Linked DNA regions of Mus musculus: region 1 is linked to region 2. A link is a contact called in public HiChIP or PLAC-seq data. All regions are on one chromosome and are shown on one strand. Each heading gives the region's core, a stretch centred on a gene start, on an enhancer-like site or on the middle of the called end of the contact. The rest is flanking DNA. Distances are from core to core; before and after follow the strand shown. Region 1 overlaps Tbc1d1 (TBC1 domain family, member 1). Region 2 overlaps Rell1 (RELT-like 1).

The links. HiChIP or PLAC-seq counts read pairs in DNA pulled down with a chosen protein or histone mark.
Region 1: an H3K4me3 HiChIP or PLAC-seq map of bone marrow-derived macrophages shows a contact between it and region 2, with 4 times the contacts expected there. The contact joins two enhancer-like sites. A contact is called at or near these places in 3 of 115 datasets of contacts at active chromatin or transcription factors (bone marrow-derived macrophages, embryonic stem cells and pancreatic cancer cells) and 1 of 9 other capture datasets (adipose tissue).

What each region holds. Positions count from the first base shown.
Region 1 is chr5:64,209,034-64,213,958 of GRCm38.p6, reverse strand. All of the region lies in intron 2 of Tbc1d1 (TBC1 domain family, member 1), which reads right to left. Among named protein-coding and RNA genes, the nearest start is that of Gm46913, 36 kb to the left of the region's middle. Within about 2 kb of position 2,453, at least 52 of the 459 cell types and tissues checked have an H3K27ac peak or open chromatin away from gene starts, as enhancers often do. A contact at or near this core is called in bone marrow-derived macrophages, where this site is marked.
Region 2 is chr5:63,941,413-63,946,289 of GRCm38.p6, reverse strand. All of the region lies in intron 1 of Rell1 (RELT-like 1), which reads left to right. Among named protein-coding and RNA genes, the nearest start is that of Rell1, 25 kb to the left of the region's middle. Within about 2 kb of position 2,814, at least 53 of the 459 cell types and tissues checked have an H3K27ac peak or open chromatin away from gene starts, as enhancers often do. A contact at or near this core is called in bone marrow-derived macrophages, where this site is marked.

The DNA of each region.
Region 1 (4,925 bases), core at 1,204-3,703, 270 kb before region 2:
TCACACAGCTAAAACTACAAACAGGTGGTGAAGAGGAAAGCTGAGGGGTTGGTTAATTTGTTTATCCAACAAATATTTATTGCGTTTCTCCTCTCACAGAAACATATATGTATTTACTGGGTACCAGACATCCAGTTAAAAACTATAAACTTAAGCACTAAAACTGCAAACATTTAAACATATTTAAGCATCCCCAACTATAGCACTAAGCGACCAGATATATGGGAGAGGATGCATCTAGTCCTGCAGCAATGTTATGGGTGAGGGTGGTATTACTTGGGGAGGGGGGGTAACATCCATGGGGGGTTTCCCCTTCTCAAAAGAGAAGAAGGTGGGATGGGGGGAGGACTTACATGACGGGGTACTGGGAGAAAAGGAAGGGCTGATATTGGGTTGTAAAGTGAGTGAGTGAATGAATACATACATACATTCATACATACATACATACAAACATACATACATACAAGAGGCCAGCTAGAAGCAGTTAGTCTGTTCAAGACTGCATACCTATTTGATGGGAAAAGGCTGATTATGATGAGGGAGTTTTATTCCAGAAATGTTTCCCGTCTTGTCACCCAAGATGTGACTATTGGTACTTGGCCTAAGTTCTGAGATATATGACTCTTTCAGAAGAGGGGCCTAGCATTTCTTCAATATGACATCTTTATTTGCAGAGGAAATCTATTTCACCTAGTAAAGAGCCATGGATGGGTGGAAGAAGATGCCCACACCCAGTAGACACTCACCTTTGACCTGCTGACCCGAGACAAAAGGTTACTTGTCTAGAAAACCCCACCACAGAATCAGTTCCAGGATAATGGTGAGTGTTTCAACCTGACAGTGGGCAGAACAGTCACTGTGTCTGCCCCTGTGGGTTCTTGGTAGTGGGAGACACAGGCAAAGCACTTAAGTTCCCAGCCATCTTAGGACTTGTCTTCAGGGGAGAGAGGCTGACATCTTCTCTCTGAGCCAGTAGGGCATCCTAGCAATGAGACTTGCATAGTCTCTGGAGATTAGCTCTGAGTATCCTTTCATAGAGAAGCAACCCAGAACATGCAACCTATTTTGTCTCTAGCTACATCTAGATGGCTTCTTGTGAAATAGCACCTTCAGAGGCTTAACCACCACCCACTTTCACCAGTATCAGCAAAACCCACAAACACGCAATGCTAACAAGCTTGTAATTTAGGAAATTCACTATGTCATGGAACTCAGCAACTACACAGGAACCCCTATGAGCCTCCCAGGTGATTCAGATTGACACCAGGTGCCACCTAGGTCTCCATCAAAGCCTCGAACCGAATCCAAGGCCCTGGCATGAAAGGAGAAGGAGAAGGAAAAGGGAAGTTTATCAACACTGACTAAGCAATCATTTTAAGACAACTGATACTTTAACTAGAAGTATTACCAGCTGCTATGATCTTTTTTCTCCTCTGCCCCAAGAAAGTAAGTTTGCGCCCTAGCTTCTAGGACTTCCTTCATGCCTTCATTTGTCTCCTGATGAGCTGGGAACAGAAGACGTGGGAAGATCCTGACCTGACCCTGGCCTTTCCCCCCTTCTCCTTTGCTATTTCCTGTCTCCTGTTTTGTCTACAGGAATAAACCATGCTCTCAGAATCTGCGGGCCTCCTTTTGAGAGGACTGAGCGAGCACGGAAAGCTGAAGTAGAATGGAGCAACATGACCACTTGTATTTAAACAAAATGCCAATGATGGTACAGACCACTGTTCCAATAAGGAACTTACACACTTAAGACACGCTCCGAGAGCTAGGATGACCGTTACACTCCTAGCACAGGATCTGAGAGCCAGGATGACCTCTTGCAAGGAGCCCAGACCTGAAGTCAGACAGACGTGCCTGGGAAGTTCAGTACCATCACTTTCTCTGGCAGTGAGATTTGGGCAAGTTACCTGATGCCTAAGCCCCTTTTCCCATACCCATACAACAAAAGCAACATCCACCCACCAGACCTGCAGAATGTTCCAAACCTCTCAAGAACAGTGCAGAATAGCCAAGGCATACAGCTCAGTTGAACAGTGTTTTCTAATTTCTAACTGGCTTTTGATTTCACTCCTTACTGCCCTTTAATAAAGCCACCTTTTTAAAAAAAATAAATAAATAAAACATAATCCACCCTGACTTCTATTCAACTCTCTCTATTCACCTCGGATCTGTTGGAAGTGGAACTTGCCTCAGCCCCCTTTCCGTTGCCATGACAGAATACCTGAGATGGCTACATTGAGAGATGAATAGAGGTTTGTTCAGCCCATACTTAGTTCCAAAGGCTTGGAAGTCCAAGATTAAAGTAGGTACACTCAGAGAGGGCTCGTGCTGCTTCTGCTCGTGGGAAAACAGAAGGGGAAGCTGGAACTGAAGACAAATTATAAGGGACAGCTTCACTGGGTGTCTTCCCACTCGCACAATATTGAGTCCAGTTCTGGTTTCTAGAGCTCAGCCTAAGCTGTGGGTCGCAACCTCATCGAGGGTTGCAAACTGAAAGGGGGGTGGGTGGGGAAGTCACAGTCAACTTGGTAGAAACAGGAAGTTTCTTAATATGTGATGGCTAAAAATTCTTTCAGAATCAAACACATAATGAATCCAAGGTGCTTCTGGCAGAGTTGATCCATATCACGTCATATAACTTTACCGTGGATTTGGTCTGAACATACTACAGATACACTTAGTGCTGGCAGTCTATCACACAAGGACCAGCCCTTGACATACCTTGTCTTGGATTAGAGACTACTATAAGCAATTAACTGCTGTGTTTTTGCTGTACCTACAGAGTTTTCCATCCTTAGGGAGCCATATGGTTTAGTTACAGAAAACAAAGCCTTACATGTTTACCCACTATCGGTTCTCAGCATTGAAAGTATCAAGTTAATGTATTTTTGGACTGTCTTACGTCAGTCTCCTTGCTTTTCATACTGATGTGTGGGCCACCCAGATGGCTCAGAGTAAGGGAAAGGCGATTGCTGATGTGGCTGATGATCTAACCTTGATCCCTGGGAGCCAGTAATGGAAAGAGAGAACTGATACCCAAACATGTCCTCTGACCTCTACATACATACTGTGACATGTATGCACACACACACACACACACGTACACAGACAACTTACAATAAATAACTAAATGTAATGGAAATTGAGAGAGAGAGTTAGTTAGTTAGTTAGTTAGTTAGTTTGTAGGCCACTTGTCTGTAGCCCAGCCCATTATGCTACAAACAGAAATGATTGCTAATTGGCCTCTTTGAAAGTATCTATGTTTTTGTTCTTGGTCCTGGACACTGAATTCAGTGCTATCCAAAAGTTGGGATAAGTTTTCTACCACTGAACTATATCCCCAACCCTCAAAACGTATTGACACATTCTATTTTATAAATGGCATTGGAATTCACTCTCTGCATTTATTTTTCCTCTATATGAGTCCTAGAGAGGAGACAAACAGCCGTGCTGGGCTGTAGAGGTGTGGAAGTAACCCCAGTCCTGAGGTGTTACAGAGAGGGCAGCCTTAGAGGTGCAAAAGATAGGACGCTTCTCTGTGGCGAAGGTCCAGCAAACCTCATTGCACAGAAGCAGCAACGATAAGCAAACAGCCTGGCAGTGGTGGGATCCGGCCCCATCTGAGGGGTGGAATACAGTGCAGAATCTTAAACCCAGAGGGAAAGGCACAAGAAACAAACAAACAAACAAACAAACAAACAAAAATTTCCAGCCCAAGGTCATCAAGGTTTCTGTCAAGCTAAGGTATCAGTCTAAGATGAAAGTGGCTTGCTCAGAAAAATGGGTTGTCTAGATGAATATGTGTTTGCTGAAGCAAGCTTTCTTCCCCTACCCAACTTCAAATTTATAATGTGTGTGTGTGTGTGTGTGTGTGTGTGTGTGTGTGTGTGTGTGTGTGTGTGTCTTCCCCTCTCTCCTCTTTCCCATTGCTGATGGATATTGTGTAACAGATGGTAGATTTTCAAGATGCCCTGTAGACGGCATATTTATTTTTAGATGCCAGATAAAATGATCACTAGTCCCTCATGGAAACATCGCTTCAGCTACAGTTGTGTTTTGTGTTAGATGCTATATTTGCTGATCTCTGCTCCAAGTCGTAGAGACACAGACGGGGAATGTGGCTGGACTGTGGCCACCTGTAATGCCTCTGTTCCCCATAAACATTTATGGTGACTAAATTATACATAAATTTATAAGTTTATATATACATTTTATAAGACAGTTCTAAGTTTTTATGGAAAAAAAGTGGTGTGGGTGACACAAGTTAGAGACAGAAGACCATTGGCATCTTGGTGGCTCCCTCTTACTGTGCATTCATGGCTACAGCAGGCTTAGTCATCTTTAGCAGCCTCTAGGTACTTACTACCTTAGTGATCCCAAAGAGCAAAGCATTACGTAACATTATGTGACACATATATTCACCTGCTTCCTTCTCTGAGAAAGGCCAGGGCAGACCTACCTCGTTGTCCTAATGTGGGCACAATGTATGCAGACTCGGCAGCTTTTGTGATCGCTCAACTCATGACAAGATTCTAAGCGTCCGCACAACCATCGTGATGCTTCGTGAAAGGGAGGTGGACAATGGCAGAGGTGAACTCCCTCCTCACTCAGGGCTCTCTAGAAAAGCCTTGTAGTGAGAATTCTGGCTTCCTTAAACACCCAGGGGTGGGATACGGGGCTGCTTCAGTTTGTCCAAAGCTGTTCACTATGATTGTCCCACACTCCAGGAGGGGCGTTGATCTTTTATCCAGCTGCAGAGAGTTTACCCTTGGGACTCTGGAGAGGGGATAAATGGGGGATCCCCAAGAGGGCCTATGGTGGCTGCTGCTGGTTCCTGCTGCTCCATTTGCTACTGCTGAATTGCTGATTTGGAGATATTCTGAAGATGGAGATTGGAATGTGTGTGTGTGTGTGTGTGTGTG
Region 2 (4,877 bases), core at 1,565-4,064:
AGGCTGTGTGGAGCCCAGACTATGGCTTACATAAGGTGGGCCATGACTTGGGAGTTGGGAGAGTGGAGACTGGCAACAGAGTTGCAGTCCTATACTTGGAAAACTGCTTCTTATATGACATAATGATAGTAGTTTTCAAAACACACTCATGGGCTGGAGAGATGGCTCAGTGGTTAAGAGCACTGACTGCTCTTCTAAAGGTCCTGAGTTCAATTCCTAGCAACCACATGGTGGCTTACAACCATCTGTAATGGAATCCGATACCCTCTTCTGGTGTGTCTGAAGACAGCTACAGTATACTCATATAAATTATAAATAAATAAATAAATAAACAAACAAATCTTAAAGATCTTTCTCTCCCTCTCCCCCTCCCCTCCCCCTCTCCCTCTCCCCCCCTCTCACATTTTCTGCTGTCCTAATTGTAACCCAAGTTTGGTGAGCCTTTTCTCTAAACTGAGTTGTGAGATAATATCGGAGCGAGCAGGATAACATTCAGCATTTGAGCAGAAAAATGGCCTGGTGAGGTATCGTTTAAAGTATTAGACCTGAGACTGCTGCCTTTGGATGGAACTCCCTCTGAGCCTTCTGTTGATGCAGACACTGAGGGTAGCAGGAAGCCCGCGGGAACAGGTGGGCTCTGACTGGTCCAGGCCTGGCACCGCCACTTCCTCAGTAGCCGTGTGATCTTGGGATCTTCCCTCGCCTTCCTGTGCCTCAATCTATAAGTTGAGGATCGTAACCTTCTGTGTGATGTTAATAAACTGGACTTACTGTGCAGTGGCATTCGGTGCTTAGTATGGTGCTGGCACAGAATTGCCGATATTGAAGTGGTAGTTGTTTTAGGTAAGAATAGTGGTAAATGGTCAGGCTTTCTGCACCCCTGTAGGCCTCTCACCATCAACTGTCCCCTTTCTTGCTTTTCCCTTTTCACCCCAATTGCTTGACATCTTCTTGGGCCTTGCAGCCTGTACTGTATACCCTTAGTGGATCAGAATACATGGATATACATACACAATATGTATGTATGTATGTATGTATGTATGTATGTATGTATGTATCTACACACACACAGTCACGTATATATGTATGTATGTATGTATGTATGTATGTATATATATCCATGTGGTGAGTGCCCTTGTTCATACTCTTTATGAGTTTTTCCCAATCCTTGGCTCCCCTGCTGAGCCCTCTCTCTCTTCAAGTCCCTCTGCCCCACCTCCATTCCTAATATATACTGTTGCTTCTTAAGCAGTAGAAAACTAGAGGATGTCATACACCTGTTTCCTTGGCTCCTTTCACCAACTTCAGGATGCCTCGGGAAGAAATAGCTCTTGTAGTTTAAGTGTTTGATCATGTTTTCCACGTGGAAACTGTCTCAAGCGCAACACTCCATATTTTCCCCCCTTTCCTTTCATATATTAGGAGATACTACTGTGGTTTGAGTAGGTCACTGACACTCCTGATTTGGAAAGGTGGGCCTCATGGCATTGGAGTTGAGCCCTTGTGAGTGGGTGGAAGGCTAACCTGTGCCACTTCTTGCTCAGGGAGATCCATTAGGTATGGTCGAGCATTGGTTAATATTGCTGTGAGGCAGGGCTGCCCCTGGTGCTTGCTACACCTGCACTCCTTCCCTCGGCTTCCCACCACAGTCTGCCAGCAGCAGTTCTTGGGCTTGTTGCTTCCAGAACCTCGAGTCAAAGTAACCTATTCTTTTTCTACAAATAACCCAATTTTAACCATTGTGCTGTAGTGACACATTCGAGGAACTGATACTTTGTCTTTTTTTTCTGTTGAGAGAGAGAAAAACTCCAGAGGGAAGTTTCTTCCCTTCACCTCAGAACTGTCTTTCGGAAAGAGCCAAGCCTGCTCAGCCCTCCGGTCCTTACCTGGGTGGCGACCTGCTGTCTGCAGCCACCAGAGTTTCCCTGTGCCTTGTTGGGTTTTCCTTTATTCCATCTTTCCTCAGTTGATTTTAGTTTTAGGTTTTATTTTATTTATGTTTATGGTTCTTTATATTTTAGTTTCTCCAGACAGGGTTTCCCTGTGTGGGCCTTGCTGTCCTGGAACTTGCTCTGTAGACCAGGCTGGCCTCGAATTCAGAGATTCACCCGCTTCTGCCTTCTGCAATTGGGATCCAAGGCGTACGTCATCATGCCTGACTTACTCGGAGTTTTTAAAAAGAAAATACCAAGAATTGGAGTAGAATTCAGCAGGAGGGAGTTAAAAGATTTCACATCAGCTGGGTGTGGTGGTGCACGCCTTTAATCCCAGCACTTGGAAGGCAGAGGCAGGCGGATTTCTGAGTTCAAGGCCAGCCAGGTCTACAAAGTGAGTTCCAGGACAGCCAGGGCTACACAGAGAAACTCTGTCTCGAAAAACGAAAAAGAAAAAAAAAAGATTTCACATTGATCCCTGAAAGGTTTCTCTTGTGTTTAGGGAAGTGTGATCTGCCCATGGTCCTCTTGGATCTCCTCCTAACCTTTTCTTTATGTGGTTCCCTCCCTCCCTCCCTCCCTCCCTCCCTCCCTCCCTCCCTCCCTCCCTTCCTCCCTCCCTCCCTCCCTCCCCTGTCTTTCATCCCTCTCCTCCTTTCTCTGCAAGAATGCTTAATATGTTCTTCCACTCACCAAATTAATTGCACAACACCCTGTTATCAGGATTTATTTATCTCATATAGTCGGTGCATTGGATTCTCCATATATCAGCCACTCCCACCCCTCCCCGCCCTTCTGCTTTCTCTTTCTAGGGCTCTGACCACAGCAGTCCCTCTGTAGCTTTGCTCTTTGTGGTTTTAGTTACCCATGATCAGCTGTGTTCCATAAATATGAAATGGAAAGTTACAGAAACGAAACATGCATACCCATCTAGCTGCGCATCCTACTGCCGAGCGCTGCGAAACCCTGCTCCTGTCTGCTTGGGACGTGAGTCGTCCCTTTGTCCAGAGTGTCCATGCTGCTTGCTACCAACCTGCTAGTAACTACCTCAGCCATCAGACTGAGACACAGAGAGAGACAGAAAGAGAGAGAGAGACAGAAAGAGAGAGAGAGACAGAGACAGAGCCTGGGCCAGGTGACCTACAGTGACACACTTCCTCTAAGAAAGCCACACTTTCTAATCCTAAGCCTTTCAAACAGTTCCAGTCGCTAGTGACCAAGCTTTCAAATATATGAGTGTATGGGGCGGGGAGGGGGTGGTGGTGGTGCGGGGGTACATTCTCATTCAAACACACTACCACTAGGGACTTCTGTGCAGCTATTATTCCCAATTTTAAAGTTACACTGCATCATCACAGGTATGTGCATATAGTAGATACGGGGCTGGGTACTCCTGGTGTTTTTAGACATCCATTGGGGGGTGTTTTAGAGTAAATCCCCTGCAGATAAGTGGGGACTGCACATTTTAGACATTTCATATAAGTGACGCTATATGATGTTTGTCCTGTGTTTGGCTGACTTAGTGTGACATCCTTGAGACTCATCCATGCCATCATTTAGCGACACTTCTCTTCTTTTCTGGAGCCGAGCAGTAGCCCGTTATATATGCACACTGCAGTCTCTTTATCCCTATGGCTATCGTGCGGCACTTAAATTAATTCCTTACTAGGGCTTTTGTGACTGCTGCACAGATAGAGAGATCCTCGAAGTCCTTACTCTTTTGGATATAAACACACCTGTAAGATTTTTGGATCAAATGACAGTTCTAGTTCACTTTTTTTTTTCTTTTTTTTTTTTTTTTTTTTTGAGACAGGGTTTCTCTGCATAGCCCTGGCTGTCCTGGGACTCACTGGCATGTGTCCTCTGCTGCAACCACCACCCATCTTTTTATTTTATATTTTGAGGTCCTCTGTAGTGTTTCCCATCTCCTTCCTGCTTTAGTTTGTGCGTTGGTGGGAATACTCAATGGCCACTGAACTTCTCTGATAATGCTCCTTTTCTCTGTTGTGTAAGTGTTAGTAGAGTTAATCTCTTAGTGACTTCACGGGCTCGAACTTCTGCTTGCTAGGCTATTGCTACATAAAAGATTACCTCAAAGTTCAGTGTCGCTCATCTGGACAGCTCATCTTTGCTCCACTCAGCATCCCAGCATCTCCTGGTTCTAGGATCTACTTCCAAGCCAGTTTGTTTACAGGTTGGCAAGTTGATGCCTGCTGCTGGTCTCTTTACATAAACAGGTTGGGCTTCCTTATAGCATGTGGCCCGGTGCCAAGAGCAAATGCCTAAAGATGCAGGAAGTAGGAAGTGAGTTGCTTAAGGCCTGGGGTCTAGATCCCAACCCCCGACGAGTTGTGTTGTTCTGACAAATCACAGGCGAGATTTTTATTCTTCTTATTTATTTATTATTTATATGAGTACACTGTAGCTGTCTTCAGACATACACCAGAAGAGTGTATCAGATCCCATTACAGATGGTTGTGAGCCACCATTGGTTGCTGGGAATTGAACTCAGGACCTTTGGAAGAGCAGTCAGTGCCCTTAACTGCTGAACCATTGTTTCCAGCCCCACAGGTGAGATTTTTTTTAAGGAGAGAAGAGGATGGCTCCCCTTGTTCATGATTTTGTCATCCAAAATCTAGTGGCTGTTTTCAAACCATCAAGGGTACACTCAGTACTTTGCTTGTTTTAAGGCAGCCTCTCTCTGGCCTTGGGCTGTCTCCTCTGTCTCTGTCTTGTGTGTGCTGGGATGACAGGTGTGTACCACCATGCCCTGTCTCAGCTACAGTCACTCTGATGGCATTTTATGGATGAGGACACCAAGCATTGAACATTTACATTTTGCTCACTAATGATGAGAGAGCTCCTAAGTGGCTGAGCTGTTCCAGCCAGCAGGCAGCCCGAGCTTTTAAGTTCAGTGCTTTAGTACATCTCGAGAATTGCCTG